Linked DNA regions of Rattus norvegicus: region 2 is linked to region 1. A link is a contact called in public Hi-C data. All regions are on one chromosome and are shown on one strand. The core of a region is the stretch at or near the end of the contact, and the rest is flanking DNA. Distances in the headings are between cores, read along the strand shown.

Region 1 (4,267 bases), core at 1,358-3,857:
CTGAATATTTAGAAACTATGGTTTATATATAAACAAGATAATGATCTAAGTGTTGTTTAAAAGTAGCTCGTGGCCACTCAAGTTAGTTGATTACTTACTAAGACTCTCAGACTTACGTAGTATATTTCCTCTGGAATGGGAACCCTTTGTGCACAGTATAGGCAAGGCAGAGGCTGACAAGATAGGCCAGCCCCTGAAGCCTGGGGAAAAGTGCCCTGTAGGAAGGAAGTCCCCATTCAGAACCCAAGTCCCAGAGGCTGAATTGAGAATTCAGATGTTAGCGACATTAGATGTCTCCTTGGTGGTTCGAGGACAGCCAGACCCACACAGAGAGACCCTGTCTCAAAAAACAAGCAAAGGAAAGAAGTGGGCAGAAGCCAACGAAGGGGTCAGCGACACTGGTGTGGAGATGAACTGTAGTGATCCATAAGACTTACTAATGTATGATGTGAGAGGATTGGAGCTTAAATCCAAATCGGGGCTCACCGCTGGGACTCAGTCCTTTGTCCTGTGGAATCTGAAGTCCCCACAAGCCTTGGCTCTCCATATTTGTTTTCTGCCTTTTCTAGTAATGGTCACTAACAGGCAGGCGGTCACGACTGTCACAAGCCTGTTTGTGACACCTGGCACTCACAGAGGCTTAAGCTGTGTTCTGTTCCCATTGCTGAAAACATATGGCAGAAACCTGCGGATTCGTTCTGTCAGCTGTCCCACTTGGGCCTTCTGGGGCTCAGGGACTCGGGACACGTATGTGCTGACATGTAAAACAAAGAAGTTCTGTTTGGGTTGTGTGGAGTTGACGTAGCCTCATTCCCTCAAGCCCAGACTGGTTACAAAGTCTCATGACTAAAGCATTTCCTTCCAACTGTTTCTTGGGTGAACCCTGCTAACTGCAGAGAAGCAGGCCTCTGATGCCTGCACAGTCCCCGCTTCCCTGTAGCCCTGGCGCCCCCTTTGCGGTACTGAAATGAGCCTGCTCCTAAATCTTCTTTCTCCCTTGTCATGGTCTACCCTTCCTTTCTTCATCAGAGGTAATAGTGATTAGGGCAGAAGATAATGTTTTAATTACATTGTAAAAACCTCAAAGTAAAACCTTTTCCTATCTTAAAATATGAAGGAATTGTAAACACAGTGTTATGTACTAGTCATTAAGTATATCAGACAACAAGAGAATGAGTCGCCTTAACTGCCTGGCCATTGTGAGCTTCAGAGTATGGTTAATTCTGTGATTTTTGGGGACCCCATTTGTAGACTGGCATTGAAATCTGCCAGCTTCAGGTGTTGTTTACCTAGGCTCAGTGACGGCTTGGGGTTTTTCTTTTTTATCCCACACAGTGGGATACAATGCGTAGTGACCCTGTGACCAGTATTAGGTCATTCCCATGTTGTGACGAAGGCCTGGGTGCTATGGGAGCTGAGTGGGTTATGAATCCAGCAGCAGGGTTCCTGGTGTGTGCACTGTGCCCCAGGAACAGGAATGATGGGAGTGGGGTTCTAGTGGTGTGCATAGGAGTTCAAAGGGCCAGGAGTTGAACATGTGGTTGGGGTTCTTTTATTTTTGCCTGGGGAGAGAATTAGTATTGGCAAGTGACATCACATCTGAAGGATTATGTCATGTCAGGGAGCTTATGTCTTATGTGAAGGCATCAGGAAGCCACAGAAGGGCATCATGGAAAACGGTTAGGGAGAAAGCAGTAGAAGGAGACGTGAGCTAGAAGCCAAGTTTGAGTGGTGGGGTCAGAAGGACTATTGACCAGTGATTAGGAGGCTGTAGACACAGCAAGGCCACCTGCGGGAACACTGACCAGGAAGATGGGACGGTGGAAGGCAAGGGAAGCCAGGCATGGCTATTTAAATGAATGAAATGCTTGATGTAATAATGGACCAGGATTTCTTTTAGCAATCAATCTTGGCTGGGCTGGAATCCATTCACATAACTCAGGGATCAGGTTTTGTCACTCTGGTTCAATTCCCTGGACTCTTCTGCAAAGCAGTCTTTGGATCAGGTTGGCTTTGCAGAACCATGTGTGTGCATGTGTGCATGAGTGAAATACACATATGTAATTAGGGTGGCATCTACTGTCTGGCTTTGTAGCACACATGCACACACAGAGAGACAGACAGAGACAGACAGGCAGACAGATAGAAGCACAGAGAGACAGAGGGGGCAGGTGTCTTATTTTGCATTACTTAGAGAAATACAGTTTCTCTGTATGCCTCCATGTCCGTCTGGGGATCAGAAGATTAAAGGTGCTCTTGGACCTGTTTCCTTTCTCATTTGTGAGACTAGAGGAAGTTGGAACCCCTTTTATAATGCCTTTTTGGACAACTGGCCTATTATATGCTATGAATTAACTTCCAGGGAACCATTAATGCCTCGTCAAAACATCAATAAAGTCTACAGATTTCTTCCTTTATTTTAAGGCTTGTGTAATACTCTAACCAGCCTTCCATCCTTTGGGCAGTTCAGCTTGTCCTGTGTATTTTGTGTAAGAAATTAAGAGCCAGAGCTCTCCGTTGGTGTTCCCTCGAGTGAGTACAGCCCATGCTCTTCTTCGGCTATTGTGGGCTGTCACTCCCGAGACAGGATGAGCCAGCCAATCAGGTGGTTAGTAAAGCAGTAGTGGTTATTACTAAAGATTAGGACCCGTTTTGTCGTGTACTGTTCATGTGCTAGTTTGTGAACATATCCACATTCCTGACATGGATGATTCATTTTCGTATCCAATCTGGGATCATATATTTTTATAAAAATGACATAAACATCAATTGATCGTGTTGGCTTTTTTTTTTTTAACATATTAGTATTAGGGGGAAAATGTAACCTTTGTTCTCTAACATTCTTACATAATTAAACACACTTACAGAAGAGTCCGACTCATTAAAGCACTTCCTTCCTGTGACTCTGATCTAGAGGTTTGCGAGGCTACCCCACCCCCACCCCCACACATTGTGCTAACACTGCCTCCCTGCACTAGAGCAGTATCCTGCAGGCTCTGCAGCGGAGCGGCTGGCTCAGACAGGGTGACGTCACCCTCTCTGCCAGCAGTGCGAGGGCGGGGCCACCGCGCAGATGTGGAGTTTTATCACCCTGCCCTTTGTGTTCCGGAGCTCCGCCAATTACCTAATGAGTAAAATTCAGTAATTACCACCGAGGCTCGTCAGTAAGAGAAGCTACCAGCTTACTGTTTAACATTTTTGCTGTGGTTGCTTTAGAATCCTGCCTTATTTATTAGTCTTATTTGTGGCATAACCTGTGCTTCTGTAAGCTTTGCTTCAGTCTTTCCCACAGGCGAATTTTCAGTTTAGTAGATGTAAGGTGGGGTAGCTGACAGGCTATGAGACCCGTGGGATGGCTGGGGAGCAGTTTCTGGGCGACATGGCAGACAATTCCGACAAGGCATACAGGCAACCTTATGAGGAGCTCTGTCTGCGGAGGGATAATTGGGCTTTTAGATAACCATGTTTTCCTAAAAGAAATAAAGTCAGCAAACAATTAGGTGAAATTCAAAATGATTAAAATCTGCTAGAGGCCCTGTGGATTACCAAAAAAGCCTTTTTAGCTTTTTTTTTTTTTTTTAAATATCTACTTACTTTATGCATGCAAGAACACTGAAGCTGTCTTCAGCCACTCCAGAAGAGGGCATCAGGTCTCATTACAGATGGTTGTGAGCCACCATGTGGTTGCTGGGAATTGAACTCAGGACCTCTGGCAGAGCAGTCAGTGCTCTTAACCGCTGAGCCACCTCTCTAGGTCCAAAAACTTACTCTTACCTCGGTTGATTAGTTCACCTTAGATTTCTGTGCACACCTCTGTGTGGAAAGTGCTGCTCGGCTAATGAGCTGGGGAGGTGCTCACACAGCCTGGAGAGATCCCATGGTGCTTCTGCTTCTGCCAGTGAGCAAGATGGAGGACTGCTTTTCCTTTTTTTGTTGGTTGATGTTGAAAATGGAATGCCACTGTGGTGAGGAATCGGTGAGCACCGTGGCCAGTTGGGAACGGCTCTGTTGGAGTGGCACTGCAGTGCCGACACAGGGTCTGAGGGCGGAAAGTGTGCACTTGATCTGACCACTGCTCTGGGTTGTTGACGTTCCAGCCCCCGATTCATCTAAAAGATTTCCCATTGTTAGAGACTACTGTGGGACATTCCCTCCCAGGGCCGAGAGGGTAATTTTCCCTCATACAGTTGTAATCATAGTATGATTGAAGGCTAAATAGCCAGAGCCGATCTTTTACAGACTGAAAATAGAAAGTCCTGGGGGACAC
Region 2 (3,765 bases), core at 978-3,477, 66 kb before region 1:
CATGTTCCTAAGTAACTGTGCCTATAAATGAGCTTTTGGAAGAATCTCCTTTTTAGTGTTTATAGATGTTAAACACTGAGCTATCTCTCCAGCCCCATTGCCTGCCTCTTATCCATTTGTAAGGCACCCAGCTGACACCCTGTGCTGTGCTGTGCTGTGCTGTGTGTGCTGTGCTGTGCTGTGCTGTGCTGTGCTGTGCTGTGCTGTGCTGTGCTGTGCTGTGCTGTGTGTGCTGTGCTGTGCTGTGCTGTGTGTGCTGTGCTGTGCTCGGGACGGGGCGCATCATCTCATATATATCTGCTCTACTATGGACCACACCCTCAGCCCTGATCAGCTTTTCCCCAAGTAATGAAAGATGCTGCTGGAGAGATGGCCTCGTGCTCAAGAACACTTACTCTTCTTCCAGAGGACCAGAGCTCGTTCTCAGCACCCACATGGCCATTCACAACCACCTGTAACTCCAACTTCAGGAGTTCTGAAACCCTCTTCTGGTCTCTGTGGATAGGCACAAGAATGTGCACATACAAACACGCATACACATAAAAACTTTCTTTAAACAAATTAGTTTATTTGAAGAGAATGGGATCAACATATATATATATATACATATATATATATATATATATATATTTCTGCAGATACCATATTATTTCTAAATGCCTGGAGATACATCTGAGAACATTGCAAAGGAAGAACTCTCCAGGAGCTGGTGTGGTTGAAATCACATCAGTTCCCACCTGAGGGTTTTGGCTTTTAGAAGACTGAAGTTGGAGTGTCTTACCTCACCTGAATACTGGCCACACTGGAGCTTGGTATCTCCCTCATTCTCCGGCACCTGCTGTTCAGGCGATGCCTAAACCTTCATTCCATGGGCTCTGCATCTGCAGAACTGTAGCCTTTGATGGGAGGGGCGTGTGTCAGGAGGGGCAGATTACCCAGAATGCCCGAAGTGGCTCAAAGACACCTGCAGTGCAAATATTTCTTACTACGTGATATTCAGTGCCTTTCAAAGCCTCCAGCTTCCCACCCTTCTCACTTGTACTTAATCCACCAGCATCAGGGCACTTTCAGAGTGGGAGCGGACAGCAGGAGAGGCGAGCAGACTGTCGGGTTGTCAGGTGGGCATCGCAGGAACTCCCTTCATGATGACTGTTTACAGGTGTGTGCTGTCTATGTAGGGTAAGAAAGGAATTCACCTCCACTAAACTGTCTGTGGAGGTCTCATGTGACTCTGTTCCTCGGATGTGTGGACGCTGCTCTCCCTGTTAGTGATGACAGAAAGGAAATCAAAGAAATTCACTTTGTTGCTAAGGCCCATAGGCCAGTAAGTGTAAATGTCATGTGGTCTGGTCCTGGCCCTAACTCGGGAGTTTATCCGTTCTCTTCTGCAGGGGTTTCACCTCCCTCAGAGTCTACTGTGCGTGATGTCTCAGCTCTGGGACGTGGGTGGTGCCTGGAGCGCCATGGGGTACACACATCTCTGAGGCTTCAGCCTCTTCAGGGTGTCACAGGAAGCAGAAGCTTCTGAGCTTTAGACACATTGGTTAGGACAGGCTGGTGATGAAGCAGCCCAGTGACCTCCAGGACTGTGACTCAGCTCTCTTCTCTTTGGTAGCACTGTCCAGCAAATAGGCAAAAAGGGAGGTCCCTAAGAGATGTTTTAATGAAAGATTGTTCAGAAGGAGTCAATTAAAAAATTTAGGCTTGGGGATTTAGCTCAGTGGTAGAGCGCTTGCCTAGCAAACGCAAGGCCCTGGGTTCGGTCCCCAGCTCCGAAAAAAAAAGAAAAATGAAAAAAAAAATTAAAAAGCTATTGTGTATGTTGCTTGGGTACACATGGGCCATGGCGGAAGTGTGGAGATCAAAGGTCAACTTTTAAGACTTTTCATGTGAGGCCCCGGGATCCAGCTCAGGTTGTCAGGCTTAGCAGAAGCTCAGACTTTTGCTAAGTTGTCAGAAGCTTAGCTGTGGAGCTGCCTTCCCAGTTCCCAAAGGTGTCAGTTTGTAGACAAAAGAAATTCAGAATAATTAATACATCCCCTAGGTATTTACATGAGTCCTAGCCAACAGATGAGAAGTCCTTTCCCTCAATCTAAACAGTTGCTTGTTAAATATTTCTCTGACCTCAAAACAAACTAAGGCTTTCTGGCCAAGTCCCCTTGGGAATGAGACAGGTCAGAGAACAGCATTCAGTCATGCTTCTTAACCGTGAGAGCCTCGTGCCTTTGTATAGCAGGCCTAACTGAAAGTTCATGTTGGAGAAGCTTGGCTCGCTCTCCTTCATTTGCTGAGGAACATTTGGGAGCACAAAATTGTGAGAACTTAGGGGAGGGTGGTGTCCTGTGACCCTGAGGGAACCTGCCATCCACTAATGTTTAACTAAGTTACTCTTTTACTTTGAGTGTATTTTCATGCTAAGCATTTATTTTTTAAAATGTGATGTAAGAGGCAAGATTTCTGAGGGGGGGGGGAGATGATTCGGGACTTGAAAACCTTCATACTTGTTGTCCTTCTCTGGTTTATGAAGGACTGTGACTCTGAATTCAGGGCTTCAAAGTCAGCTGGCCAGAGAACACTGCAGGTTTGCAAAGTGGTTTCCTTCTCTACCAAACCCCCAGCCTGCAGTGACTGAATGCCATGCAGAATTTATCCGTGTGTGTGTGTGTGTGTGTGTGTGTGTGTGTGTGTGTGTGTGTGTGTGTTGTGTTGGAAAAGAGCTTTGCCGTTGCTCACCATAGCAACAGCAGGTGAGGCTTGAGAATTGAAGGGGACACTTCCCGCGCTCTGTTTGGATGCCCTCAGCAGAGAAATGGACAGGTAGCTAGCTGTCTGACAAAGGGGTGTATGAGGCTGCACAGACATGCCATTCCATCCACAGCTTTTTAATCATCAGATCCTAGATCTTCAGTTTTGCCGAGGCTTTGAACAGGTGCTTTTGTTGTTGTTTTTAAACTGAGAAAATTATCAGGGTCTATCTAGCGTGCTGGAGCATGCTGGTATTCACTGTGTTAGCTTTGTTACAACCCAGGGCCGTGTTGATGTCACTGAGTCCTGTTTCCCTTGCTGATCATTCCTATCTCAATGCAATACATAAACACTTTTCGACCAAGGTGCCCTTCTTAGCCTCTTCCAAATGTTCTTGAGTTAAGTTCTCACTGCAACCCCCTATTCTTTCCCGTGTCTTTTCATTACATACCGTGTGTGCAAGGCTCTTGGTGCCTCAGGAAAGAAGCCGTAAGTTAAGTGTGTGACAGGCAGTCCCAGATAGTGCTGAGCTGCTCTGCGTGACAGCAGGCCTGCTCCTTAATCCCCTCTGATCTAACAACGTTCACATTCTTGTTCCACTGAGCAGTTCTTGTGTGGGGCAGGGATGAGTGGCACTCACTCCAACACTTTCCTTCCAACCTAGCCCCAGCCCTTGGTGCCACGGGCACAGGTACAGTAATCCCCTCCGCACTGTGTGTACAGCTGACCCCTGTGGCCTGGGATTGGCCAACAGTTTTCAAGGACTTGTTTCAGAATTGAAAATATTCACATTTTTCTGTAGGCTGTTGGACCTGCTATTTTCTCTCTATGTAGTTGTAGGAAACTTCAAGACAGTCTTAAATAGGATTATGTACACCTTCAGGACAAACATCTAGTTAAGTACGAACTTAGAGATGTTTGGAATTTAGAGCTGGCAGTTGTAAGTTCTCATTTAAATAGAACGTCACTCTTGTAAACTTGGTGGGCCTCTGTGGTGTGTTCAGTGTTGAGCTTCTGTCT

What was found. A called contact is a pair of places that touch in the nucleus more often than the background predicts.
Region 2: a contact with region 1 is called in a Hi-C map of kidney, with 2.3 times the contacts expected there. The contact joins two enhancer-like sites. A contact is called at or near these places in 2 of 12 Hi-C or Micro-C datasets (kidney and mammary epithelial cells).

Annotation. Positions count from the first base shown.
Region 1 is chr2:80,433,096-80,437,362 of GRCr8, reverse strand. All of the region lies in intron 1 of Trio (trio Rho guanine nucleotide exchange factor), which reads left to right. Among named protein-coding and RNA genes, the nearest start is that of Trio, 96 kb to the left of the region's middle. Within about 2 kb of position 2,607, at least 76 of the 93 cell types and tissues checked have an H3K27ac peak or open chromatin away from gene starts, as enhancers often do. A contact at or near this core is called in kidney, where this site is marked.
Region 2 is chr2:80,498,968-80,502,732 of GRCr8, reverse strand. All of the region lies in intron 1 of Trio (trio Rho guanine nucleotide exchange factor), which reads left to right. Among named protein-coding and RNA genes, the nearest start is that of Trio, 31 kb to the left of the region's middle. Within about 2 kb of position 2,227, at least 10 of the 93 cell types and tissues checked have an H3K27ac peak or open chromatin away from gene starts, as enhancers often do. A contact at or near this core is called in kidney, where this site is marked.